Regions from separate parts of the Mus musculus genome. Here regions 2, 3, 4, 5 and 6 are each linked to region 1. A link is a contact called in public Hi-C, HiCAR-type and promoter capture Hi-C data. All regions are on one chromosome and are shown on one strand. The core of a region is the stretch at or near the end of the contact, and the rest is flanking DNA. Distances in the headings are between cores, read along the strand shown. Region 1 holds the start of Rnf122 (ring finger protein 122). Region 2 holds the start of Dctn6 (dynactin 6). Region 3 holds the start of Ubxn8 (UBX domain protein 8). Region 4 holds the start of Gtf2e2 (general transcription factor II E, polypeptide 2 (beta subunit)). Region 5 holds the start of Ppp2cb (protein phosphatase 2 (formerly 2A), catalytic subunit, beta isoform). Region 6 has its middle 50 kb from the start of Gm33281.

The links. Promoter capture Hi-C pulls out the DNA fragments that hold promoters and counts their contacts. Hi-C and Micro-C count contacts between places; a contact is called where the count stands out from the background. HiCAR-type assays count read pairs that join an accessible place to other places. Capture Hi-C pulls out chosen DNA fragments and counts their contacts.
Region 2: a contact with region 1 is called in a HiCAR-type map of astrocytes, with 8 times the contacts expected there. The contact joins the promoter of Dctn6 here to the promoter of Rnf122 in region 1. A contact is called at or near these places in 3 of 39 promoter capture datasets (hippocampal neurons, liver and pre-B cells), 2 of 115 datasets of contacts at active chromatin or transcription factors (astrocytes and embryonic stem cells) and 1 of 9 other capture datasets (adipose tissue).
Region 3: a contact with region 1 is called in a Hi-C map of B cells, with 8 read pairs. The contact joins the promoter of Ubxn8 here to the promoter of Rnf122 in region 1. A contact is called at or near these places in 4 of 39 promoter capture datasets (cranial neural crest, embryonic stem cells, hippocampal neurons and 1 more), 1 of 484 Hi-C or Micro-C datasets (B cells) and 2 of 115 datasets of contacts at active chromatin or transcription factors (astrocytes and pro-B cells).
Region 4: a contact with region 1 is called in a promoter capture Hi-C map of liver, with 5 times the contacts expected there. The contact joins the promoter of Gtf2e2 here to the promoter of Rnf122 in region 1. A contact is called at or near these places in 4 of 39 promoter capture datasets (cranial neural crest, hippocampal neurons, liver and 1 more), 1 of 484 Hi-C or Micro-C datasets (muscle stem cells), 2 of 115 datasets of contacts at active chromatin or transcription factors (astrocytes and cardiomyocytes) and 3 of 9 other capture datasets (adipose tissue, liver and pancreatic islet).
Region 5: a Hi-C map of myocytes shows a contact between it and region 1, with 2.2 times the contacts expected there. The contact joins the promoter of Ppp2cb here to the promoter of Rnf122 in region 1. A contact is called at or near these places in 2 of 39 promoter capture datasets (cranial neural crest and pre-B cells), 1 of 484 Hi-C or Micro-C datasets (myocytes) and 2 of 115 datasets of contacts at active chromatin or transcription factors (astrocytes and embryonic stem cells).
Region 6: a contact with region 1 is called in a promoter capture Hi-C map of 3T3-L1-derived adipocytes, with 6 times the contacts expected there. The contact joins the enhancer-like site here to the promoter of Rnf122 in region 1. A contact is called at or near these places in 5 of 39 promoter capture datasets (3T3-L1-derived adipocytes, hippocampal neurons, liver and 1 more), 1 of 484 Hi-C or Micro-C datasets (neutrophils) and 1 of 115 datasets of contacts at active chromatin or transcription factors (astrocytes).

What each region holds. Positions count from the first base shown.
Region 1 is chr8:31,109,260-31,113,795 of GRCm38.p6, reverse strand. It overlaps Rnf122 (ring finger protein 122), which reads right to left and starts at 1,969. Exons shown (of 6, transcript NM_001368375.1): 1 at 1,624-1,969. The coding sequence starts at 1,648.
Region 2 is chr8:34,107,399-34,111,679 of GRCm38.p6, reverse strand. It overlaps Dctn6 (dynactin 6), which reads left to right and starts at 2,968. Exons shown (of 7, transcript NM_011722.4): 1 at 2,968-3,261. The coding sequence starts at 3,239. It also overlaps a transcript of Mboat4 not described here and the pseudogene Gm10131.
Region 3 is chr8:33,639,262-33,643,480 of GRCm38.p6, reverse strand. It overlaps Ubxn8 (UBX domain protein 8), which reads left to right and starts at 1,505. Exons shown (of 8, transcript NM_178648.2): 1 at 1,505-1,631. The coding sequence starts at 1,544.
Region 4 is chr8:33,729,074-33,733,455 of GRCm38.p6, reverse strand. Gtf2e2 (general transcription factor II E, polypeptide 2 (beta subunit)) reads right to left here and starts at 1,389. Exons shown (of 8, transcript NM_026584.3): 1 at 1,327-1,389. It overlaps 1700104B16Rik (a long non-coding RNA gene), which reads left to right and starts at 969. Exons shown (of 2, transcript XR_004691281.1): 1 at 969-1,667; 2 at 2,379-2,922.
Region 5 is chr8:33,597,015-33,600,898 of GRCm38.p6, reverse strand. Ppp2cb (protein phosphatase 2 (formerly 2A), catalytic subunit, beta isoform) reads right to left here and starts at 1,278. Exons shown (of 7, transcript NM_017374.3): 1 at 881-1,278. The coding sequence starts at 982.
Region 6 is chr8:33,197,634-33,201,512 of GRCm38.p6, reverse strand. No RefSeq gene overlaps it. Among named protein-coding and RNA genes, the nearest start is that of Gm33281, 50 kb to the right of the region's middle. Within about 2 kb of position 2,477, at least 51 of the 459 cell types and tissues checked have an H3K27ac peak or open chromatin away from gene starts, as enhancers often do. A contact at or near this core is called in 3T3-L1-derived adipocytes and astrocytes, where this site is marked.

The DNA of each region.
Region 1 (4,536 bases), core at 720-3,219:
GACATGCTAGACTTCTAGAAATGTTGGACTTTATGAGATTGTATTGTCAATCGGAAATCAAAGAATGCTCATCCTAGGATATGAGGTCTCTAGACGTCCTTCAAGGGAGCAAAAGTGGGGTTCCATCCCCTCTGGAGTCATAACACAGGATCTGCCAGTCACTTTAATAAGTGCAAGATAAAGGGTGCTGAGCAGGTCAGTGATCGATCGAATATGTTTAATAGGAGCAAGCTCTGCGTTCCAACACCGCGGGGGTGGGGCAAAATAAAACTCTTTCAAAGGATGCTGCCCAGAAAGGTCCGGGTTACTGACAGCTTAGCTCTAGCTAAATCCCAGGTCCATTGTCTTCCGACCTGACACCAGAATGTCTCATCTCAGCTGGCAGTCTGCAAGCTGGAATGACGTCAGAGCGGGGCTGGCCAAGACCAGCGGATCTGGGAACTGCTTCTTTCCAGCCAAAGGGAATCTTTCCCAGATGCTGGGATACACCGTCAGGCCTCAACCCCCCATTCCCGCCCCTCCTCTCCATTACCAGCCTATCACACACAGCTTGGTTCATTTTCAGGAAATTAGATCCGACCAGCAAAAGGAGGAAGGAGGGGGGATGGGGGCTACTCATACACATGCGGCCCAAACCCTGCTTTAAAACAAAAGACTCTTGAAATAATTAGTCCAAGATCATGCAGAAGTCTACTTAAGAATGGATTTTTCACAAGCAACCAGACTGCCATACCAAAAAACTTAAAAAAAAAAAAGTTAGCTTCTTTCCACCTCGCCAACTTGCCTAGAAAAAGTGATCAAGATTTTGGGTACTTCTGGGGGAAGGGTGGGTGGTATTAACATCGAAGACTTGGCTCAGAAAGATCCAACAGGTAGCCTAGACAGGAAATCCAGACCCGCTTTCTAACCTGTAACACCTGAGCTGCCCCAAAGCCTCAGATGAACTAATTTAGCATCATCACGCGGTGGGGTGTGGGAAGCGGTTGGTGGTGGGTGGCTGGCTGTGCTGGAAGGTACCGTCACCACCTAGGCTGAAAGCAGACCCCAGGGTCTGGCCTTATTGCCAGAAAGCAAAGCTTTTGCCAGGCCAGCCCTGAGCTGGGGGCCCAGCTTTCTTTCTGCAAGGCTTTATCTATTCAGTAAAGCGACGCTCTTTTAATCCAGCGTCTGGCCCCTAGGAGCCAGTGAAAACCAACAAAGAAAAAGAAAGTCACCCCGCGCCTTGTCCCGCACGCTGCACTGTATACATATTTAAAATAGCCTGCAAAGTTTCAGAACCGGAACTTGAGCTCCCTCTAGGAGATCCTAGCCCGAGCGCGGATTTAATTCTCCAACCACCACAACAAAGAACAGAGTTTGAGAGCGCACAAAGGCAGGCGAAGGGGTAGAAGAGATGGACCGCCATACAAAGGCCGGGAAGACTCGGCTCACACGCCCCTGGCCCTCCACTCGCTTCCAGACCCCCTTTATTCCCAACAAAGTGAATGGGATCTTTCTAACTGCGCGCTGTGCAGAGCCCAGCAGGGCGCCAGGACGCCTTCTGGGCCGTCCCAGACACCGGGAAACTCGGCTCAGGACCTGAACCTGCGCGGTCCCTGTTCTCCCACCGGTCCAGGGACTCACCGTTACACCACTGGAATGGGTGCATCAATGAAGTCAAGGTCGGCTTCCGGGAGCAAACCGAGGCAAGGTGTTGGAGCTGGAGGGGCTGTGCACTGAGACCGCCGGGATGGAGATGCAACTCCCGGAGGAGTGGAGTCAAGGGTTACAGAGAGGCCGGTTTGCAGAGCAACAAAGAGGGCAGAGGAGGAAGCAAAGTCTTTTCGGAGCGAAGCCCTACCGAGGGCCCGGGCCGGGAGGGCAGCCGAGAGAGCCGGGATGCCCGGCCGAGAAGGCAGTAGCCAGGACACGAAGCCGGGCTTGGGTCCCACTGCGCTGAGCAGTGCGCGCTGGGATTCCGAAAACTGACACCGCACGGCTCACACCCCCCTCCCTAGGACTGCTCCCTCCCGGGAGCCCGCCCCCTTTTCGTCACCTGCCCTCCGGCCAATGGGAGCCTTTCTCCTGCCCTGGGGTATTATTTACAAGCCAGTTTACCCTCTGGACAGGGGAGCTTTTTTCTGGGTAGATTCCTACCCCGCCTCCTAGCCAGACCTGGGGAGTCCCTAGCCTGCAGAACGGCGTGAGAGGCGACGCCTGCAGGGGGCGAAGATCGCCGCCTCCTAGGACCCGGGCGGGGAGGGCTATGGTGGTGGAATGACACGAGGATTAGTGCCACTTTTGTTTTCCGCCTACAGATCCGTGTCTGTCTCGAATTTCTATAGCTCTGTAGAAGGCAGTCCTGGGAGTTGGTTCCACTTGTCCTTCGCCTTTAGACCTGGTTATGCGTGGCAGCTAGCGCATTCCCAGACCCACCGCGAAAGGAGAGAACTGAGGCAAAGAGGGCAAAGCAGATGAAACTCAAAACTCCATCTTCAAAGGGCTATTGTTCTCACATCACTTCAGGACAGAGCCTTCTTTTACAAACAAGAATAAGGCCTAAAGCTGAAGGCCATACCGTGCCAGGATTCCAATCTCCTAGACTGTGGCGAAAACCCGGAAACTGGCTTTGTCAATGGCCGGGACAGGGGTCTTGCTTCGGTGTTGAATGGACAGGGGATGAAGGGGGGGGGGGATCTCAAATCTCCATGTAGTATTATTTATTTTGGATGACATTGCATAGTTTATTTTATATGTTTATTATTTTGCTAATGGAAAGCTATTTGGTCCTAACTGACCTCCAACTCCAGAGATCTGCCCTCCTCTGTCTCCAGGGTGCTAGGATGAAAGGCCTGTGCCACCATACTCAGGCTTGTTTATGTATGCTTTTGTTTATCTTTCCACTTAAAAGAAAGTATTACCATCAGTGCATAGAGTATCATTGAAAGTACCCCGGTGCAAGGCGCCACAGCCACGTTCAGAAGCAGTGTGTTGAGTAGACCCACAAATAAGCAAGCAAAACGGCCTGCTCTTCCTTTGTCAGGACTTATCATCCCACTATTGATTTGTTGGAACTGAGTCTCTGGCCCCTGAGCGAGCTAATGCATGCGAATGAATGTTTTGCCATTTCCAAGCACAGTCGTTAAAGTATCAAATATCCTGACCTGCATCTCAGGGCTGCTGGAACAAATGCAATCTTCTTATCTCTGGGGATGGTCGGATAGTCTCCAAATCCAGAAGGCCTTTGTGGACGGTGATTGTGGTGTTTGCATATACACCGTACTTCCCTTAACATCAAGTTGCATACCCCCCACCCCCCAATATTTGTGTAACTTAACAATATGGAAGGCTCACTGTAGTTCATCAATTTAGTGGGGGCAGTGTCGTGTACAGATCAAATTTCTAGGTGTTGTTGTTATTGTTATGAAACAGGGGTTATTAACTATGTAGCCAGGCTAACCCCAAACATAGAGGTTTGACTACCTCTGTCTCTTGAGAGTTGTGTATGTGGCACCACCGCCTGGCTGTCTTAGTGGGATCACTGCAAAGGGTTTCTAAAGGCCTCTCGGATCCTCCCCTAAACCCCACCCCCTCCACTTTAGAGCCCCAGGGAGAAATGTGACATTTACTAACTCTGGAGCTTAAGCCCAGATATTGTTTTGTTTGTTTGTTTGTTTGGATGGTTTTGAGTTTTTGAGACAGGTTTTCTCTGTGCAGTCCTGGCTGGCCTCGAACTCACTCTGTAGATCAGGCTGGCCTCAAACTCAGAAATCCGCCTGCCTCCCAAGTGCTGGGATTAAAGGCGTGCTCCACCAAAGTGCTCCAGAGGCCAGGTCTACAGAGTGAGTTCCAGGACAGCTAGGACTGCACAAAGAAACCCTGTCTTGGGGGCGAAAAAGTGCTCCAGAACACTAGGCTGGCCTTGAACTCACAGAGATCCACCTACTTCTGATGTGCCTTGTTCCCTGTACCAACCCTGCAGCTGTGGAGAGAAATTAGTATGCTGATTTGATACTGATCAAGAATTCCTCTTCTCATGTATCCTTCTGATTCTTGCCTTTGCCTCTTCACTTCTCCTGGGTTGTGGTGCTTGCAGCTCTGTGTACCGTTCATAGCTCTTCAGCCAGCCGCTGCCTGTCTTCTGGATGCTTGCCTTCCCTGAGTGCTGGTCACCAGCCTGGCAGCTCTCAGCTTTTCTTGTACAAAAGTTCTGTTATGTTCTGTTTTGTTTTTAACTGAGGGGATGCCATCCGTGCCACTGCATGAGAGTTGTGGACGTCCTTCTCTCCTTCGAACAACATTTGAGTCCTGGGACTCAAACTCAGTTTGTGAGGCTTGGCAGCAAGCAAACTTATACTCCCTGAGTCATCTCAGTGTCTTCTTTTTTGACTGATTTTGTTTTAATCTTTCTGTGTGTGTGTTAGTGTGCATGTGTATTCGAAAGAGAAACAGAAAGTGTGTAAGTATGTGTGCATATGTGTGTGTATATGAAAAATTAGATATATGAGAGGGAGTGGATGTGTGGTGTGCATGTGTGTGTGTGTATGAGAGAGAGAG
Region 2 (4,281 bases), core at 1,719-4,218, 3.0 Mb before region 1:
ACAGCCTACCAAGAGGCCAGAGGGCAGGACTTATGCTGACTATGAGTCTGTGAATGAGTGCATGGAAGGTGTTTGTAAAATGTATGAAGAACATCTGAAGAGGATGAATCCCAACAGCCCTTCCATCACATACGATATCAGCCAGTTGTTTGATTTTATTGACGATCTGGCAGACCTCAGCTGTCTGGTTTACCGAGCTGATACACAGACATACCAGCCGTATAACAAAGACTGGATCAAAGAGAAGATCTACGTGCTCCTCCGTCGGCAGGCCCAACAGGCTGGGAAGTAATTGAGTCGGAAGCATTGGGGCTGGGGGTGGACTTGGAACAGGTACATACAGCGTGCTGTAGCGAACCTTTTGTATGATAGCGATCCTGTTTCAACGTTGTTACACTCAAGCCAAGATTGAATGTCTGACATGAACCGTGAATGATCTTGTCACTCTGAAGCCACCGTGGCCCTTTGCTCCTTTACTTTCATTTTTTTACTTAAACATTTTTATGATAATACAAATAGAAAACATTTTTGCCATTTAAGGTTGGTTCCGGTCCTTGAAACTGTCGAGTCTGCTTTTAAGCAGTGAGCGCACTAACCCTTTGTGGGGGTGGGGTGGGGACAAGGTTAGTCATATAGCCTCTGGGAAAGTCTCAGTGAAAAATAAAGAAATGTTCTGTAGTTGTATTTTCAAAAAAAAAAAAAAAAAAAAAAAAAAAGAAAAGTCACCTCTATAGTCTCCGGTATTTGAACACTTGATCAGAATTTGGTGGTGTTGTGAGAGGAGGAATAGGAGGTGTGGCCTTAACGGTGGAAGGTGTGGCCTTAATGGTGGAAGGTGTCACAGAAGGTAGGCTTTGCCACATTCCTTGCTTTTTCTGTTCTGTGCTTGTGGTTCCAGTTGTGAGCTCTTAACTTCCTGTTCCTGCCCGTGTGTCCGCCAATTGCTGCCCTGCATCACCTCTGCAGTCACATACTCTTATTTTTCTGGATCCGTAAGCCAAAATAACCCTTTTCTTTCTAAAGGTGTGTTCTGTCTCTGTGAGTTCCAGGCCAGCCTGGTCTACACTGCCAATTCCAGGCCAGCCAGGGATGCATAGTGAGGCTCTTGTCTCAAAACAACAAAAACACCAACACAAATAGCCCCGTGGGAAACCTCAGAGACAGGACAGACCAAGGAGAGGACAGAATGTTTGATCTTAGAGACACCTGCAGGAACTAGAGCAATTCAGCAAGGACAACGGTGAAGAGATGGCTCAGAGGTGAAGACAGGCACTGACTGCTCTTCTAGAGGTCATGAGTTCAATTCCCAGCAACCACATAGTGGCTCCCAACCATCTGTAATGAGATCTGATGCCCTCTTCTGGTGTGTCTGAAGAGAGTGACAATATACTCGCATACATAAAATAAATAAACCTTTTAAAAAATAAGAAGAAAAGAAAAAAAAAAGTATAAATGGGAGTTCCAAGATCTACTCTAAAGTCTAAGACAAACTCTGTGGGCTACAGACATATGAAGTGAAGAATCTTATCCTAAAGGCTTAGAACACAGTTTCAAAAGAATTGTGACAGGAAAGGCCCCCACAGGTTTAGGGAGATTGAGGAAGTAGATACAGGAAGCACTAGACAGGAAGACCAGAAAAGAACCTCCCCTGTCATACTGTATTTAAAACACTAACATGGAGGACCATAAAAGAAAAAAAAAAGTGTATTTAAAGTGCAAGAGAGCATCACCACACCACATCACCTGAACAGGTGTGTCCCTCTGAATGAAGGTAGGCTGTTCAGCTGAAACTTTAAACGTCTTGCAAGAGCTCACAATGATGTATTTCAAAGTCTGAAAGTACTCTGGTACTGCACCCACTAAACCTACGTGTTCTAGCTAAAGGAAAAATAAACACTTTCTACTGCAAAAACAGACTCAAAGCTGGGCAGTGGTGGCGCACGCCTTTGATCCCAGCACTCCGGAGGCAGAGACAGGTAGATTTCTGAGTTCGAGACCAGCCTGGTCTACAGAGTTAGTTCCAGGATAGCCAGGGCTATACAGAGAAACCCTGTCTCAAAAACCAAAAACAAACAAACAAACAAACAAACAAAACCAGACTCAAAGAACACATTACCACTAAGCCAGGTCTACAGAAGACCTGAAGGAATCTTTCAGATTGAAGAGAGAAACAAGTCCCTCTGAGAAATCATAAAAAAGAATAAACCACACTAGAAAAACTGTTAAAACAATACAACAACCACTATAAAAACCAGGAAAATGGCAGGAGCCATAACTCTGAGTAACCAAGGGTGACCTTGAATTTGTGATCCTTCCTGGGCTGGGTTTATGGGTGGGTTCTGCCATGGCCAGTTTCGTGTGACTCTCTGGAATGAACTCTGGACTTCATGCATGCTAAGCAAGCACTGTACCAACTGAGCCAACAGCCCCAACACACCCCCTTTAAGATATTTCTTGGTGTGACTAGAAATTGCTTAATTAAGAAACAGATTGTCCCGGATAACCAGGAGTGGGCCAGATTCAATCAGTTTAAAGGGTTCAGAGCAACACTGAAACTTCCCCCCTGAAAAGAAGAAATTCCACCTGTGGGTAGCAGCTTGGCCTTCCAAATGAAAAAGTCCCAGCTTGATCTACGGGTTTCGAACTTGCACAGCAGATCCCTAACTAATTCCTAACAAAACCCTCGTAATTCATATCTCCTGCTGGTTTTGCTTCTCAGAATGAATCCTTATTATGCCACCTGGGTCCTACGTAGCAGTAGTTGGGAGATGGAAAGACAGCTTGGTTTCTTCAAAGTTTAATAGCGTGAGATGACAAAGCCTCAGAAGAGCCAAGCACACACACATACACACGCATACGCGCGCACGCGCGCGCTTGTAAAGAGACGTTTAAAAACTGGATTTGATGTTCAAAAGAGATTTTGACAGGCTTAGGGAGGAAGTTAAACGTAGAGTGAACTTAACGATAAGGATCAGGGCTGATGGGGTTAGGATAGACTTGGTAAACACTGTCAAGTGGAAAAAACGACTTTCCAGGAGGCAGAAGCGAAGCAAGCCAAGCCAACCCCGAAAAGCAAACCATCCTCAGCACGCAAGCGCGAACCTGGAAAGCAGAAGGCGGGTCTCTCAGGCCCCGCCTCTCCCAGGCCGTGCCAGGCTCTGCAATCCCATGCAGAGATCATCGCTCTAGCCAGGCTGCAAAAATCGATCTCAGCTCTTCCTGAGACCCGGGCTTGACGATGGCGGAGAAGACGCAAAAGAGGTACGTGTTAACACCTCCGCAGGGGCAGAACCCGTTTCTGGTCGCGGCGTGGGGGCACTGAGACGGTGTATAGGTGGATGGCTCCATAATCCCATACCTGGCGTCCGTGGGGTGTGGGGGCGGAGAGGGTTTGTTCCGTGACCCCCACCCATCCCAGCACGCCTGCGCAGACTCCATTGGGGCTGCGTGGGGGACTCAGGGAGGCTGAGGGAGGTTGTGCGGGCGAGAAGGCTGCTCAGCGGTGGCTGCACCGTCGGCCCTGCCTCTGATCAGGAAGAGGGAGGCCTGGAAGAAGACACTGATGCTGTCATCCTTATGTCAGTGCCTGAGAGCCCAGGGCCGGCAACTATGGCTTTTCCTGTCACAGTCTTCACCAGTGAGAGCCGTTGGTGGAAAGAGACCGCATGGATAACAGAAAAGCATAGGGATTCATTTGCCGTTGCCTCCTTTGTCCTGGGATTAATGTCTTGAGATATACATATACATATACAGCTGTATGTATATGCATGTATCGGTGTTAAGGTGTGTGCGTGTGAATGTTGTCTCTCAAGCCAGAAGAGGGCGTGGATCGCCCCGGAAGCAAGCATTCAGTTATCACAGGACAAAGATCTAGAGAGACAGGGTGTTTCTGGGCAACTTTCGGCTCAGAATCGAGAATACTGGTGTCAGAACAGTGACGCCCCAGGAATAAACTTTGCTCTAAGAACTTTGTGGTATGCATTATCATTTGATGGTCTGTAGAAATTCTAGGGTTAGTGTCCTGATGAGTTCTAACTGTCAGCTTGAAACAACTTAGAGTCATCTGGGAAGAGGGAACCTCAATTGAAGGATCGTCCATGTCGGGGTGAGTGTCTTGATCTGTGATTGAGATGGGAAGGCCCATCCCACTGTGGGCAGAGCCATCTCCAGTCGGGTAGGCCTGGGCCATTTAAGAAAGCTACTTAGCAAGTGGGCCAGTAAGCAGTCATAGTTCCTGCCCTGAGCTCCCTGGGCATGGTGAGCAGGAAGTGTAAGGCGAAT
Region 3 (4,219 bases), core at 256-2,755, 2.5 Mb before region 1:
AATCAAAGCCTCATGTTGGCACACTTGGGAATGCCATAAAAACACTAAACTGGAAGCCATAATATATACACAAAGGAACTTTAGGGTAAAAGGAGGTTAAAAAAAAAAAAAAGGCAGGACTCTGACATGACATTTCAAGAGCAGGAACCTCTAAGGTTGTATTGGCCATCCACTGCTGGCCATTCAGTCTACCATCGCAAATGTTTTTCAAGTGAGCCTTCCCTGGAGAGAGAATTTACTTTTTCAAGTGGTTATCAGTTGGAGATAGTGGCTGGATTAAGGATGGGGATAGCTGTCTACTTCTTTGGGCTCTAGGAGCTTATCGGTGAAGATCCACACAGGCTCTGTGCATGCTGCCTCAGTTCACTGAGTTCACATATTTATCGATCTTTTTTGCTTTGGAGGGCCTTGTTTTCTCCGTGCCCTTCATCCCTTTTGCTCTTACTCTTTCTGCCTCTGCTCCTTTGGGGTTCCCTAAGGGGAGGGTTTCATATTCACCCATTTAGGGCTCACTGTTCCAAGGTCTTGGACGCTCCTCTGTATACTTTTTTTTTCTTTTGTTTTTTTCAATCAGGGTTTCTCTGTGCAGTCCTGGAACTCACTCTGTAGACCAGGCTGGCCTTGAACTCAGAGATCCATCTGCCACTGCCTCCCTAGTGCTGTGGTTAAAAGTGTCCGAAGTCCAAACTCCAAACCTTCACACTTTAGTCACTATCTCCTCAGGAAATTCTTCTCCACACTGCAGAACGTGGTTCTGTAGCACTCTATACAGACATTCCTATCATGGCACCAGACATCAGATAGTCTCTGTACAGGACATGTATCCCAGGGCTGAGTTTGTTTAGGACAAATTCAGTAACTTACACATACTTGGAACTTAAGCTAAACTGAAGAGCGACTGGGGGTATTGATGGTTGAGGACTTGCCAAGTTGGGAATCTTGTCAGTGGGAAGGCCCTCCATTCCTGAACTCTAAGTTACCAGAGCTGAGTCATGGAGTGGCAGGGAAGTCACTGTGAGGCCAACGTTAAGTCATAACTGTAACACGTGTAGGCATTGACAGGGAGAACAGTGAGTGGGGGGCAGGTCTAGGGAACTCTCCACGCGGGTGTGGGGCAGGAACAGGCACTAGGGAGCAGACCCCACTTTTAAGCTTCCCGCAGGACCTGTTAGGAAGAGAAGATGCTTAGTAACTAGTTAGCTAAGAACCAAACGCCCTGTTACCCCCAAGGGACACAAGGCCACCGGGCCTCGCAGCGTCAACCGCCCCTTTTAAGTCATTTCAGTCTTCTGAGCACCATCTTTTAGACCTGCACAGTCTGATAAGCCACTGTCATCGTGACCAGCCTCAGATCCACAGGACAGGGACCGTCCCAGCCGAAGGAGATGACCCGCGCCGTCTGAGCAATCGCATCCGGGCCCGCGCCCCAGCCTCAGGGCACAGCATCCTCCCTCCATTCCTCCCAGCCCGAGGCCTCCGGGGCGAGCTCGCGGAAGGCACGGCCGGAAGGGGCGGGCACTGCGCCCAGCGAGCCCTCCGCGCCATGGCTTCTCGTGGCGTCGTGGGCCTTTTCTTGCTCTCTGCTCTCCCTCTCTTGTGTCTGGAGCTCCGGCGCGGGATCCCGAGTCTCGGTAAGTGTTGCCTTTCTCCTCTCGGTGCTCCCAGCTGGAGTGTTGTCACCTGAGCGGCGCGGACCTCCGCGCGCTTTTGACTACAATCCCCAGAATCCATCGCGCCCGCCCCTCTTCCGGAACCGCCTCCATTTCCGCGGGAAAAAGTTCTCTTGATCTCTGGCCAGGGTCGGCTTGGAAAGGGACCCGAGTGAGAAGCGCAGGGACAGATAGGAACTGTTTCGCCTCTAAGAGTAATGAGAGCCGGAAGTAAATAAGCTGATAGCTGAGCCATGTTTCAGGTGAAAGCCTTTGTGTCATGATCAAGGAATGGATGAAAGGGAGTCCCCAAGTACCATTTCTGAGAATCTTATTCTAAGTCAGACCCTGTTTGCAATCTCACTCTCCACTACTGCCACAACGACTTGTAGGTACTGTTAGCCTAAAAAACAGCGCTCTGCCCCAGAGCAGGTCAGAGTTTATTTTGGAATCGAATCTAAATGTCCGTGGTGTTCTGAGAATACGGATTTGGGTTACTTCAAATTCTCGGTTCCACGGTTCCAAAAGTTTTTATTGTAACAGCCAAAAAAATGTCACAAAACACCTTAAATATATGTAGGTCCATCAGGGAGATGAGTTACAGCAACGTGTAGGAAAACCTCTCGCAGAGGGCTCAGGTGCTCACAAAATAAACTTTTGGATTGGTAGAAGGTTGTGGGCTAAGTTAATATATTGTGTAGGTTCCATGTGATAGGCATAGTTAGGTCAGGCATATAGGTGAACAATGAGTGACTATTAAGTGGGCTAATTAAAGCCCATAATAATCCATGGTTAGGCTCTGGACCTGCAACATTTGAACCATTCCATAGTCTAAAAAGTTCTTATCAGTTAATCACCTTCTGTAGAACATAAAAGTAAGGGGATACTTGAGTTTACAGTACTGTTAAAATCTTTACATTTGAGAGCACTGTGATTTATTGAGGACGATCAGTGACTAATTGGAGGTGGTTTTGATTTTTTTTTAAGATTTATTTATTATATGTAAGTACACACAGTAGCTGTCTTCAGACACACCAGAAGAGGGCGTTAGATCTCATTATGAATGGTTGTGGGCCACCATGTGGTTGCTGGGAATTGAACTTAGGACCTTTGGAAGAGCAGTCAGTGCTCTTAACTGCTTAGCCATCTCTCCAGCTCTTTCCTTTCTTTTTCTTTCTTTCTTTCTTTCTTTCTTTCTTTTCTTTTCTTTTCTTTTCTTTTCTTTTCTTTTCTTTTCTTTTCTTTTCTTTTCTTTTCTTTTCTTTTCTTTTCTTTTCTTTTCTTTTCTTTTCTTTTCTTTTCTTTTTCTAGAGTTTTTCTGTGTAACAGCCCGTGGTGCCCTGGAATCACTTTATAGAGCAGGCTGGTCTTGAGCTCATAGAGATTCACCTGCCTCTGCCTCCCCAGTGCTGGGATTGAAGGTGTGCATCATCACTACCCTGCATGGTTTTTATTATTATGTGTGTCTTTTGAGTCTTCAATTAGCTTAGGTTAGCCTGTGTCTTGAAGCAAACCTCCTGCCTCATGTTTTCAGGTCCTATAGTAACCCATAGTTTTTTTTCTCTCTCTCTCTTTTTTTTTTGTTGTTTTATCGAGACAGGGTTTCTCTGTGTAGCCCTGACTGTCCTGGAACTCACTTTGTAGACCAGGTTGGCGTCAAACTCAGAAATTCGCCTGCCTCTGCCTCCCGCCCCTAGTTTTTTAAAGGGCCATTCTGGATTCTGTGTGGAGAATGCTTTGGAATGGAGCTATAGTGCAGAGTAGTGAGCCAAGTTAGAGTTTGCTGTAGTGAATAGTTACAGGGATGGCTTAGACTGGGGCAACAGAAGGAATATGAATGAATTGTGGACAGAGTTGAGATACGGTGAAGCAGAAACAAAAGCCCGCAGGTTAGTCTCCATGTCTGCCTCCCTCCTTAAGCACACTTTGTGTGGTGTGTTGTTGTTGGGTTTTGTTTGTTTGTATTTTGAGACAGGGTTTCTCTGTGTAGCTGGCTGACCTGGAACTCACTCTGTAGACCAGACTAGCCTGGAATTCAGAGATCAGCCTACCTCTGCTTCTTTTTTTTTTTTTTTTTTTTTTGGTTTTTTGAGACAGGGTTTCTCTGTGTAGCCCAGGCAGTCCTGGAATTCACTCTGTAGACCAGGTCAAACTCAGAAATCCGCTTGCCTCTGCCTTTTAAGTGCTAGGATTAAAGGAATATGTCATCACTGCCCAGACTCTAAAGTGAATGGCCAAGCTAAAGTTCTTTTTCCTCCAGCCTGCCTCCTCCTGGACAAGGAGTCAGATGCCCTGAAACATGCCCAAGAGAAGTGAAAATGAAATGATCTTTGAAAAGCTACATTAGGGGCTGGAGAGATGGCTCCCTGGTTAAGAGCACTGGCTGCTCTTCCAATGGACTCCCATTCAATTCCCAGAACACACATAGCAACTCAAACCTGTCTATAACTCCGGTTCCAGAGGAAACCAACACCCTCACATAGACATACATTGCAGGCAAAACTAATATACATAGAATAAAAATAATTTGAAAAAAGCTAGATTGGAGTATATAAAGACTTTTTAAGCTT
Region 4 (4,382 bases), core at 140-2,639, 2.6 Mb before region 1:
TCCTAACATTTGAGCAAATAATCTACAGAACTGCTCTAAATGTAGTTTCCTCCTAGGTCTGGGGAATGGGGCACTATCAGTGTTGTACATACTTGGCTCAACTCTAAAAGTGAGGAAGTATTTATGAAAGATTTTTTTTCAAGAGTAATTGTTATTTTGGTTGTATTAGGTAAGAAATTAACATTAACTTAATATGCAAGTGAGAGAGGTATGAGTAGGGAAAGCATGAAAATAAGAAAAAATTCACAACGTGAGAAGACTGAGGAAACAGGCAGTTTGCAACTCCTAAAACAGGAACATTTTACTTCATAAGGTCAGATGACTAATCTGGACGTCAAATAAAGACTTTAGGACAGATCAAACCTGTACAACTTAGAAAAACCTAACTACATAATGCCCACAAGTCTGAAAGACTAAGCATTAGTGCTATGGCTAATTTTAACACATAAAACCTGAATAGAAGTGGCACAACTAAGTAAGAAGTCATGTGTCCCAGCCCTGGAACCCTAGCAAAGCTTTCTGAAATAAGAGAGACCTCTCTATATGATGATACCAACAAAGGCACCCAGAGCAAGCGGTTTACTCTCCGGAGTTCCAACTAACTTTTCCTCCTTTTGCAACCAACATCTGTACTGCAGTGCACATCTTAGGGCTAACCTGGGTGGTAAAGAAACTATATCCACGTCTACTTTACATTAATCTGGTCAATCAAAAGCCCCGAACAGGATGTTACGACCGAGAGCTGGTACGTTTCACGGTGGATAGCTACCGGAAAACTAACATTTCAAATCTTCAGGCTCCACTGTCCAGTTCTTTCCTACCCCAGAATCTGCAATCTTCCAGCAGCCTGTCTGTCTACTCTGTCTCTCGCTTCACGGCTCGCCCCCGAGTACCGGAGCACATCAGGAAAACGGAGCGCAGAGTTCGATCGGGAAAATACCTCTCGACTCCTCCGAAAACTCACAACCTCAAAAAGTTTAAAGCAGCATTAGAAAAGCCAGTCGGGAGGGGACGCCATGGTGGTCCCCCCAACTCCACACAGGGATGAGCTCGGCTGCTGTGGTTGTGGCCAAGAAGCGGTCGGCACCATCCGCTCGCCCACCCGGAATCCTTCCCGCTTTCCAACCCGAAAGTTTGCTGTATGGACGTCCGGCCTAAAAGACAATGCTGGCTGGGGCGAGCCCCTCCTCTCGGGGGCTCGGCTTTGGAGAACGGCTCGGCGGCGTGGCGTCCACGCGCGCGTCCCCTCGGAAGACGCGTCCCGCTTCGGGGCAGCCGAGTCCCACGCGGGACTCGTCCCCCTTCGCCCGCCGCCGCAGTCCCTACCTCAGCGCCCGCAGCCCGCGCCGCCTCCCAGCCTCCGCCTCGGCCGCACGCACGCACGCACTCACGCACGCACACACCCGCCCACCGCGGGCCCGCTTCCCGCCCCCCGCCGCCGTCGCGGCGCGCACGCCCAACACGGACCTGCCAAGGGGGTCGAACCCGAGGCGGCCGTGGTGGTGGCGTTGGCGACACAGCCCCGGCCCCGCCCTCCACTTCCTGGTGCGGCGGCTAGGACGCTCGCTCCCAGCAACCACCGCGACGCCGCTCCGAAAAGGCGCCTGCGTCACGGCGTGCTCCGCCCCGAGTTTCCATGACGACCGGAGCGCGCTCAAAGGCTGCCGGTAGCCACGTTTACTCTACCAGCTCTGCTCTAGGGAAGAACGGAAAGCCGCTTTTCTTGGCACAAAGTCGGAGCAGCTCCTTCAGCCGGCTCTGGAGTCTAACCCAACCGGCAACATTACCAATAAATCTGTCATATTTTTTGGAGGGTGGGTGGTTTTGGTTATTTGAGACAAGGTCTTCCTGTGTTGCCCTGATTGGCCTGGAACTTGAATTAAAGTTGCAGAGATCGTTCTGCCTCGGCCTACCAAGTGCTGCTCCATGCCAAGCTTTTTTATTTTATTTCAAATACCACTCACCAGAACCACCTTTAACAAGTGGCGGGGGGCTTGGGGGTGGGAGGGACAGTCTAGCAAAGGCAAACTCAACATAGAATTCAACTTCTGGACTTCAACCTCAAAACTTACAGCTCAGCTTCTGCGCTTCGAACACCGGCTCTTTTCATACCTGTGACCTGTCTTTGATTTTTTGGGGGACAATATAAGATGTGGGTGCGATATTTGGCAACAACAACAAATAATAATAATTGGCCCATCCTGCACCCTACAACTATCCTTGTTTGTACAGCCTAATCCAGTATTTAAATATCCCATAGCTGTAGTTTATTAGTACTAATTACTTTGGGTCTTAGTTTTGTATGTCCCGCCCCCCCCCCAACATAGGATACTAGTGATGATGCAGAAACTAACTTTGTATAACTAAATTTTTGTCAGGTCCAAAGGAGAGTCCAATTCTTCAAACTTCAAATGACAGTCCGAAGATCCACTAGTTAACTTAATCTGGACTATACGAGGAGTTCTAACAACTGACAAAAGACGGCGGCATTCCTCCGGAACTTGTGAAGCTCTAGTTTCTGTCTAGGAAAATGACTCATTTCCCTTTCCTCCAGCAAAAGTGACTTATGGCTCTCCAATTAACATGTCAGCACAAGGTGCAAGCCCGGCAGCCTCCAGACTCCCTCAGTCCCTACAAGCACTTATACATTTCAAAGCCTGCTCACCAGTCCCCTGGCCCTTCCCACCCGCCCACCGATTACTCATTCTTCTTGTTCACTCTTCTCCGCTCCTGCTGCTGCTTTTCTCAATAAGCTTCCCCTATTTTCTATCAGTGGCCATTTTCCCGTTTCTTGTAGACAGTCCTGGCAAAGCCCAGTCTGCTACACATGGTCAATCTACTACTTTCTCTCTCTGCCCTGGACTCTCCAGATCCCTGTGGCTGTTCTCACTCTCATGTCTCCAATAAAAACCTTAGCCATAACATGGGGTGGTCATGTTGGCAGTTTCTTCACCACACCCCTCTTGTATACATCCAGTGCCAAACATGCATACAGTCTTAGGGTTACCGGGATGAAACAACGTAATGAAACCCTTGGAGAGGAAAGGGTTTATTTCAGCTTACACGTCCAGGTAACAGTCCATCTGTCTTAGTAAGGCTTTACTGCTGTGAACAGACACCATGACCAAGGCAACTTTTATAAGGACAGCATTTCATTGGGGCTGGCTTACAGGTTCAGAGGTTCAGTCCATTATCATCAAAGCAGGAACATGGCAGCATCCAGACAGGCATGGTACAGAAGGAGCTAAGAGTTCTACATCTTCATCTGAAGGCTTCTAGCAGAACACTCACTTCCAGGCAGCTAGGATGAGAGACTTAAAGCCCACACACCACAGTGACACACCTACTCCAACAAGGCCATACCTACTCCAACAAGCCACACCTTCTAATAATGATACTCCCTGGGCCAAGCTTATACAAACCTTAACGCCATCACTGAGGGAAGTCAGGGCAGGAACCTGAAGGCAGAAGCTGATGTAGAGGCAATGGGATTGGAGGAAAAGATCCCCCTGCCTCCACGCTCTGCTGGGATTAAGAGCATTTGCCATTGTTGTGCTCTGAGTCCACAGGAAACCCAGATGAGCCCAAGAATGTCAAAGTCTGCTGCAACTCACTAAAGAGTCTTTTATTGTTTCAAGTTTGAACTCAGATAGTCAACCCAGCACTCACTGCGTGAATGTTGGCAAGCGACCCTGAGTCCAGACAGAAAACATTGGATTTATATACAATATAGTTAGAATAGTGTGAATATTCATGGAAAAGGGGAGTAGAGGGTAGAATAGTACTGAATTGGGGGGGTGTTAATGGGTGTCTGTTCAAGGACTAATTTTATGGCCATTCGTAACTGTGACCTGACCTCTGTTTACTTTTTTCCCATGGTCTCCCTTGAGCTTGTTATTTCTCTAAGGTCTCAAGGACAGGCACCTGGAGTGTTGCTGCTTATCAGCAGGAGTGTTTGGTTTTTGGAGACACAGAGGCGGAGAGGATGTCTCCTCAGAACATCCTCATTAAGGGGGGGGTTTTATGGGTGGTGCCATTCTAATGCTAGGGGAGGGGGAGGCAGAGGCAAACTGTACAACACTGAAGTCTCTCTGGTATCAGTAATCCAGGGGTTACAACACCACCAATCTTGGCAACCTTGCTAGGTTTAAAGGGACGAGTTGCAGCAGGAGGAAGCATGAAGTGGGAACAGCCTGGAAATAAGGTTAGCAGGAGGAGAGAGGGCTAGTCCAGAAAAGCCTGGGAGCTAGTGTGGGGACTCTGACGAGTGTCACAGGTATGTTTTGACAGGGAACGAGATGCTCCATTGCCAGAGATGGGCCATAGAGGCAGAAGCGATGAAACACTCTTCCTGAAAAACAGAGACCCACTTCACAGTTTTC
Region 5 (3,884 bases), core at 29-2,528, 2.5 Mb before region 1:
CAAAGGCCCTGGTCAACTTGAAAAGCGCACCAAGAGCCATCTATCACTCCCCACCCCAAGTAAGGAGTGCCTGTTATCAGACGGATAAACAAAATCCTTTGGTAGGATCCTAACTTCTGGGGAAAAAAATGTAGACTCTGACTTGAATACTTAGCTCCGTTACTCTCTCGCAGGGCTCTTGAACATGGGGAAGCGAGTTAGCCCACAATAAAAAAGAGGAATGAAAAAAAAAAAGACTCTAAATAAGATGATATAAGCAAAAAAAAAAAAAAAAAAAAAAAACCCAAAAACCTAGCGGTTAATAAACCAATAGATACACACACATGTCTGAAAGCTGAGAAGACACGATCAAAAAGGGATTACCTAATCCATTACCTGCAAGCTATAGCGTGGGGTCGGGAGGGATACACAGGGTTAAAAAAAAAAAAAAGGAAGTAACTTTCTGTAACGTGGCCGGTTCTAAATAGCACCTATCCCAGTTAACGTTGCCAGTAAGCACCGTTTCCAAATTCAGCACCTGCTGTCTTCTTCCTGAAAAAGACGTCCCTCTCCATAGCCACTCGGCCGCCCAGACCAGCCTTCAGTCATCTGCCTCCGCCAAACCCAGGCTGGGAGAAGGCTCGGCCTGCCATCACGCCCACTAGTGTGCAAACAAAAGCTCCTTGCACTCCGTGGATCACCTGCGAGCGATCGACGCCACACTAACCACCGCTCGGTGTTAACGACTTTCAGGGCAGTTGTCCGTGGAGCCCGGGGACTGCAGCAGCCTGGTTTTCGGGGCGTGGGGTGGGGTCCCGCACCCCGTCCCCTACTCCAGCCGGGGGCCAGGGCCCGTTTCCCCCCCCGACCCCTGCGCGCGCCTCCGCGGCGGGCCGCCTACCTTCTCGCACAGCGTCCGCACTTGGTTCTCGTTCAGCTGCTTACACTCGTTCAGCTGCTCCACCCACTGGTCCAGCTCCTTGGTGAACGCCTTGTCGTCCATGGCGGCGAGCCGCGCGTCCCCGCCGCCTCCCCCGCCGCCGGCCCCCGGCGGGACCACCGAGCCGCGGAGCGCGCAGCCCGCGCCCCGCCCAAGCCCAGCGGGCAGCCGCGGGCCCCGGCCTCCGGGAGCGCCCGCCCCGCCCGGCCCCGGCCACGCGCCTGGGGCGCGGCGAAGGGCTTACGGCTCGGAGCGCAGAGCGCGGCGCAGCTCGGCTCGGCTCCGGCCCGACGGCGCCCGCCCGCCCGCTGCCACCCGCAGGCCTCTCCGCGCTCTGGCCACGGCCCTCTCGCTCTTTCTCTTCCCTCCCTCCGGGTTTCCGTCATCGCCCCGGCATTTCCGCCGGGAAAAGGCGAGTGGGCGGCGCCGCCGGGCCCGGCGCACGAGGAGGGGAGCAGCGCCCTCGCGCGGCCCGGCGGAGAAACGGTCCCCTTGCATCCTTCCCCCGGTCCTCCTGCCCACTCTGCCCTTGGGGAATCCGGTTCTCGCCTTGGACCTCTCTCCGCACAGGGCATTGAGACTGTTGGGCTTTTCCCTCAACCTTTCACTACCCTAGAGCATGCACTAAATATTTATTGAGTAAATTTCTACTCTTAGCAGTAATTCATTGCGTAGCCTTGAATCTCAGACCCTTTCTGTCTATATCAGAAAGATAACTTTTAACAAAGGATGTATTTACGTTTATGTCACGTGTGTACAGGTGCCTTGGGAGGACAGAAGAGAGTATTGGCTCTCCAGGAGCTGGAGTTGGTGGTATATGGTGCTAGAAACCAAATTTAGGGCATCTGTAAGAGTAGCACACATTCTTCATTCTTTCTTTCTTTCTTCTTCTTCTTCTTCTTCTTCTTCTTCTTCTTCTTCTTCTTCTTCTTCTTCTTCTTCTTCTTCTTCTTCTTCTTCTTCTTCTTCTTCTTCTTCTTCTTCTTCTTCTTCTTCTTCTCCTCCTCCTCCTCCTCCTCCTCCTCCTCCTCCTCCTCCTCCTCCTCCTCCCCCCCCCCCTCCCCCTCTCCTTCCCCTCCTCTTCCTTCTTTCTTCTTTCTTCTTCTCTTGGTTTTTTTCAACACAGGGTTTCTCAGTGTAGCCTTGGCTGTCCTGGAACTCATTCTGTTGACCAGGCTGACTTCGAACTCAGAGATCCACTTGCCTCTGCCTCCCAACTGCTGGGGTTAAAGGTGTGCACCACTACCACCAAGCTGTGTTTATCCTAACCTCAGCTAATCTCTTTAAACCATGAAATGATTTTTAAATTTTTCTGTGGCCATTCCATCTTATCATTCTTTGTTGTGACTACTATGATGCCTTGGCTGTAATTAGTGATCTTTATATAACAGGGGCTAGATACCGAGACCTTTAAAGCTGTGCTCACAGACCCTATTTCCTGGGTCTGAAACATGTACGGCTGCTTCTGCTGTTCGCAAGTGCTCAACAGCGTCATGGTTCCTGAGTTGGTTTTGTCAATTTCTCAGCTTGAAGCAATCCCCAAACTGCCTCTAGCTGCAGATTTGTCATTAGTTGAAATAAGTAAGCACAAAATCTTGTCAGTTGTGTGAGTACATGGACTTTGTGAAGTAGATGATCTCCAGTTTTAGGTGGGCTCTGGGCATCACACTCAGGCTTGTAGGCAAAGTACGCTGCCCCCCAGCCATCTCTGCAGACCTTGTTTATTTTAAGACAAGGTTTCTTTTATTCCAGGCTGGCTCCCTGCTCTGGAGTTGAGGATGACCTTGAACTCCTAATCCTCCTGTCTCCACTTTCCAAATTCTGGGATTACAGGCACTGCTACCTACCACACCTCTCTCAACGATGGAGTGGGAAAAGCAGCTGCCCAGTGGTACAGCAACACTACTACAGTGCAAGGGTTGGGAGCTGACTTTATAAGTTATGAGTGAATATCGGCAGTAAGTAAGAGAGACTAAAGTGTTTTACTAAGTAGTGCTATAGAGGAGGCAGGAATTTGGTCCCCCACACTTGCCACCCCGAGGCAGTTTTCACTGTGTGCCACAAGCTGCACTGGTACCTGCAGTGTCTTGCCTCAGCTTTGTGAGTTGCTGAGGTTAGCAGCATGCCCCTCCACATCTAAATGCCTTCTCTGTGAAGTGTGGCTATGCCTGGGGAACTCAGGATTCCCTTGAGTGCGTTCTCTGTCTTATTAACGAAAGCTTTGGTAAATAGAAGGAAGCTCAAGGACCCGTTTGTCAGAGTTTAAGAGAACAACAGGCAGGGCTGCAGATCTTGGCAATTTTGACCAAGAGGGAGATGAAGAAGAGGAAGAGAGGAAATCACACCTTTTGAGGTAAGGCCTCAGAAAGCAGGCATGTTCCATAGTGGAGCTACAAGGTGCGAGGAGTAGAGAGTAGAAAAAGAATGTTCAGAGGTCAGGGAAGAAGTTATAGTCTGTTAGGAAAGGGAAAGCATCCCCAAGAACTGAGCATCAGTAGGTTCCGGGGAAACTGGGCCCTGTATAAGTCATTAGCATAGCATCCTCTGCTGTCCTGACGGCCCTCACTTGAGCTGAAGTGCCCCTCTTGCCACACAATGTTGGGACGACTTTGCACATGGCATCTAGGAAACCAAGACCCTTTTTAGAGTACTTTGTACAGTCTATGTGCTTTGCATCTTTCTTCTCACTCCAACAGCGCCATACAGTGAACACTCCCTCCATCTGACAGATGAGGACGGACACAGGCGTGGGATGTGGTGTTGTAAAGGGTCCATGATCCACCGAAGAATGACACCCAGGACTCAAGTATGTAAATGCAGAGTGTTTTATTTTACAGAAGTCAAGCATGCTGGGGTCTCCCATTACCAAGATACAGGGACAACAAAGTGAGCCATTCCCGTCTGGGGTGTGGGGGCTGGAAACTTGCTGGGGAGGTCTGGAAACTGCTGCTGAACCATTCATTGC
Region 6 (3,879 bases), core at 1,228-3,727, 2.1 Mb before region 1:
TGGGCAGACTCAGCTAAACTGAATGCATGGCTACTTATCCTGTAGGAACTTTGGTAGGAGGAGGGATTTCTGGGAAGGAAATTATAGTATTTTATTAAAGGAATAGTTATCCCACCGATTTCTTTAGCATCACTTAAAGTGAGCCTGCCTTCCTTGGGGCGGTTCTTACTTCCTGAGAGGTGGATTTTTGGTCACTGGATTAGCCCACCCAACTGGAATGTTAGGTCTTCACCCAGGGCAGACATTTCATTCTTTTAATCAGGAGTTTTCCCTTACTGGGCATTTCTTGCTTTCTAACAACAGGTTTTAGAGATTGAAAGTGTTATAAATGTTAGGTCTTAAAGAACAGGTTCAGGGCAAGAAACCAGGATGGTGCCTTGTTCTTCAGTGTGGTGAGAGGTTAGATGATAGTGGTGTGTGTGTGTGTGTGTGTGTGTGTGTGTGTGTGTGTGTGTGTGTGTGTGTGAGAGAGAGAGAGAGAGAGAGAGAGAGAGAGAGAGAGAGAGAGAGAGAGAGAGATTGATTGTAGGGTGGGTTGAGAATATGCCCAACTGTCCTACATTGAGCTGACACATCTTGCCTGCAGGTGAGGGAGGTGGCCTTATAGATGGATATAGGAAAAATGCATTGGGAACCCAGAAGAGAATTCCCAGCTACAGAAGGTAATTTAGACCCCCGAGTTCCAAGCTATTCTCTGTAAAGTGACTAGAAGAGGAGACAATACTAAATTGTCTTTAGACATATCCCAGCCAGACTAGAAGAATCATGGATTGTTAGATCCAAAGTGACTTCCCAAAATGGCAGTGCTAGTGAAGATGTCCTAAACAGAACAACTCTGGTTGGGTAAACAGTAGCTTACAATGGCGGGTTTCTGTTTGCCAGGACTTTACCTTAATCCTCCCACAAAGGCAAGAGCTTCTAGTTCCTGTCAGTCTGAATCCTCCCCCTCCCCTGCCTCATAGAGCAGTTTGATCGCACTAAACCTTCCTTCCTACCTACTGAAGGGTCCAGTCCCATGGTTTCACTGTGCCCTCGCTTACATGGATGTAAGGTGGTGAAAACCACTGTTGTATTTCTGTTCAGGAATGGAAAGCTAAAGGGGAAAGGATGCTTTGAGTGAGATTACTTTGGGTCACATTTTGACCTTGGGATGGCCAGATGGTTCGTCCTTTTTTTTCCTTTTCTTCCTCTTCTTTCTTCTTCTTCTTCTTCTTCTTCTTCTTCTTCTTCTTCTTCTTCTTCTTCTTCTTCTTCTTCTTCTTCTTCTTCTTCTTCTCCTTCTCCTTCTCCTTCTCCTTCTCCTTCTCCTTCTCCTTCTCCTTCTCCTTCTCCTTCTCCTTCTCCTTCTCCTTCTCCTTCTCCTTCTCCTTCTCCTTCTCCTTCTCCTTCTCCTTCTCCTTCTCCTTCTCCTTCTCCTTCTCCTTCTCCTTCTCCTTCTCCTTCTCCTTCTCCTTCTCCTTCTCCTCCTCCTCCTCCTCCTCCTCCTCCTCCTCCTCCTCCTCCTCCTCCTCCTCCTTTCTCTCTCTCTCTCTCTCTCTCTTTTTCTTTCTTTCTTTCTTTCTTTTGGATATTTTCTTTATTTACATTTCAAATGTTTCCCCCTTTCCCAACTTCCCCTCCAAAAACTCCCTTTCCCATCCCCCCTTCTCCTGCGCACCAACCCACCCACTCCCGCTTCCCTGTCCTGGCATTCCCCTACACTGGGACATCGGACCTTCTCAGGACCAAGGGCCTCTCTTCCCATTTATATCCAACAAGGCCATGTTCTGCTCCATATTCATCTGGAGCCATGGGTCCCTCCATGTGTACTATTTGGTTGGTGGTTTAGTCCCTGGGAGCTCTGGGGGTACTGGTTGGTTCATATTGTTGTTCCTCCTATGGGTTTGCAAACCCCTTTAGCTCCTTGGGTCCTTTCTTTAGCTCCTCTATTGAGGACCCCAGATGCAGTGTCTGGGGCTGCCTTGCTGCTCCCCACATTGACCACAGCCATAGGTTCACAGTGTGACTCACAATGGTAAAGGCAGGGAAGAGCTGGCCCTTGCTCTCTCTAGGGGCTGTAATTAGCCTGGTATTTTCTGCCTTTTGTCATGGTAAATGGTGCCTGCCAGTGTTTTGCATGTGCTGGAACTGTGAAATAAATGACTCATTCCTCCTTCTCGGGAAGAAATTTAAACTTTCCCGAGGGACCACAGTGCCCTCCTGGCTCCAAGAGAAATCCAACTTTATTTCCAAATCACTCACTCTTTTCAGCAGGGTCCCACTTCTTGGGGAAAAGCAGCCCTCTGCTTGTTTAAGTCTTGTTTCTTGGGAGGTTGTGCGTGGATTTGTCCTGTTCGCTAGGACTCTTAAGTAGCTGGTCTAATTTTCTTCCAGGTCTTGGTAGGTAGCCAGCTTCTGCATTTATCAAACCCACCCATTGTTCCACAGCCGGCTTGCCTCAGTCCAGTCTTCCATTGCTCAGTCCACAAAGAACGGAAGAGAGGAGAGCCTGTCCACAAAATAGAGTCCTTCTCCAGTGCAGCTCTCTGGAACACCAGAAGGGTCATTTCCCAAGGGCTTTGGGGCCTTTTTTTTTTCCCGTCGGACCTACACTTTAGTTTCTGAATTGATTTACTAGCAAAGCCTCTACCAGATGTAATGCTCCTGGGGCCATCTGCTTTTGAGTATTGGTGTGAACATCACCTTAAAAAGTTAGACTTTATGGTCAGTAACAACATGTGGTTTGAGGTCACCTCCAGCTACCCTGTTCAGAGCAGCAGCAGCAGCAGTTAGCAATAACAAAGCAATAGCTTGTCCCTCATGGCAGTGGTCTAAAATAGCTCAAAAATAACATCCACATCGAAAAGGTCCATGCTGGACAAAATTTCCAAGGAGCTTCTCTTAAAGAGACCACAAAAAGTAACAAGAAAATAGGCAATCCAAGGCCCCCTTTCTCACATTTTGTAGCAACAGGTGGTGTTAGCATTTCTTCTAGGCTCCACCCCAGTTACCTGGCAACAGCCATGTATGCCCTATTCATTATAAAAGGGGCTGCTTGCCCCCTCTTCACTCTCTTCTCTTGATCTCTTAAGGTCTTCCCGCTCTGTCCCTTCTCTCCCCATTCTCCTCCTCCCTCTATCCACAAGTTTATGGCCAGCCTCTTCTCCTTCCTTTCTCCCTCCCTCCCTCCTTCTCCCCTCTGCCTTTCTCTGTCTCTACTACTCCCTCAACTCCTCTCCCTATGCCCTGAATAAGCTCTATTCTATACTATACTGGGCTGTGGCTGGTCCCTCAGTGGGAAGGGATGCCTCAGCACGGGCCTGCAGAGGCCCCACTTCCCTGAACCATACCGTGCCCCCACCAAACATATCCCTAGTCACTCCCCTTGAGGGACTAATTGAAGGTTGACTCCGATGCACTGGAAAATAAACCTCTTGCTTTTACATCCACCTGAGTCTCGTCTTGGTGTCTCATTGGGAGGTGGTGGGGGGATCTCGAAGTAAGCACTACTGACTGAGGGTCAGGGTCTTAAAACATCTTAAAAAAATAAAAAATTTCTCTGGGATTAATTAAAAGCTAATGAAAGAACTCAGTGGGGAAACCCCCACTCAGCTCCCGATTCGGCGTGCACCCAAGAATCACGAATAGAACACAACACCTTGATGTAACATCAAGAGGTTTTTTTAATGGCAGAGCTCCGGGTCGAAACGTATCTCACATAACAGGAGACAGTGGATTCAACCACGAGGCTTGGAAGCTAGGGGTTTTTATAGAAAAGGAGTGGGGCTGGGGGAGGAATTGGCGCGGTTTCACATGATTGGTCCATTTAAACATCAGCGGCCTGTAACATTTAACTTAGGTCAGAGGGGTGGGAGCTAGAGAGGCGATGGGCCTGCCCGG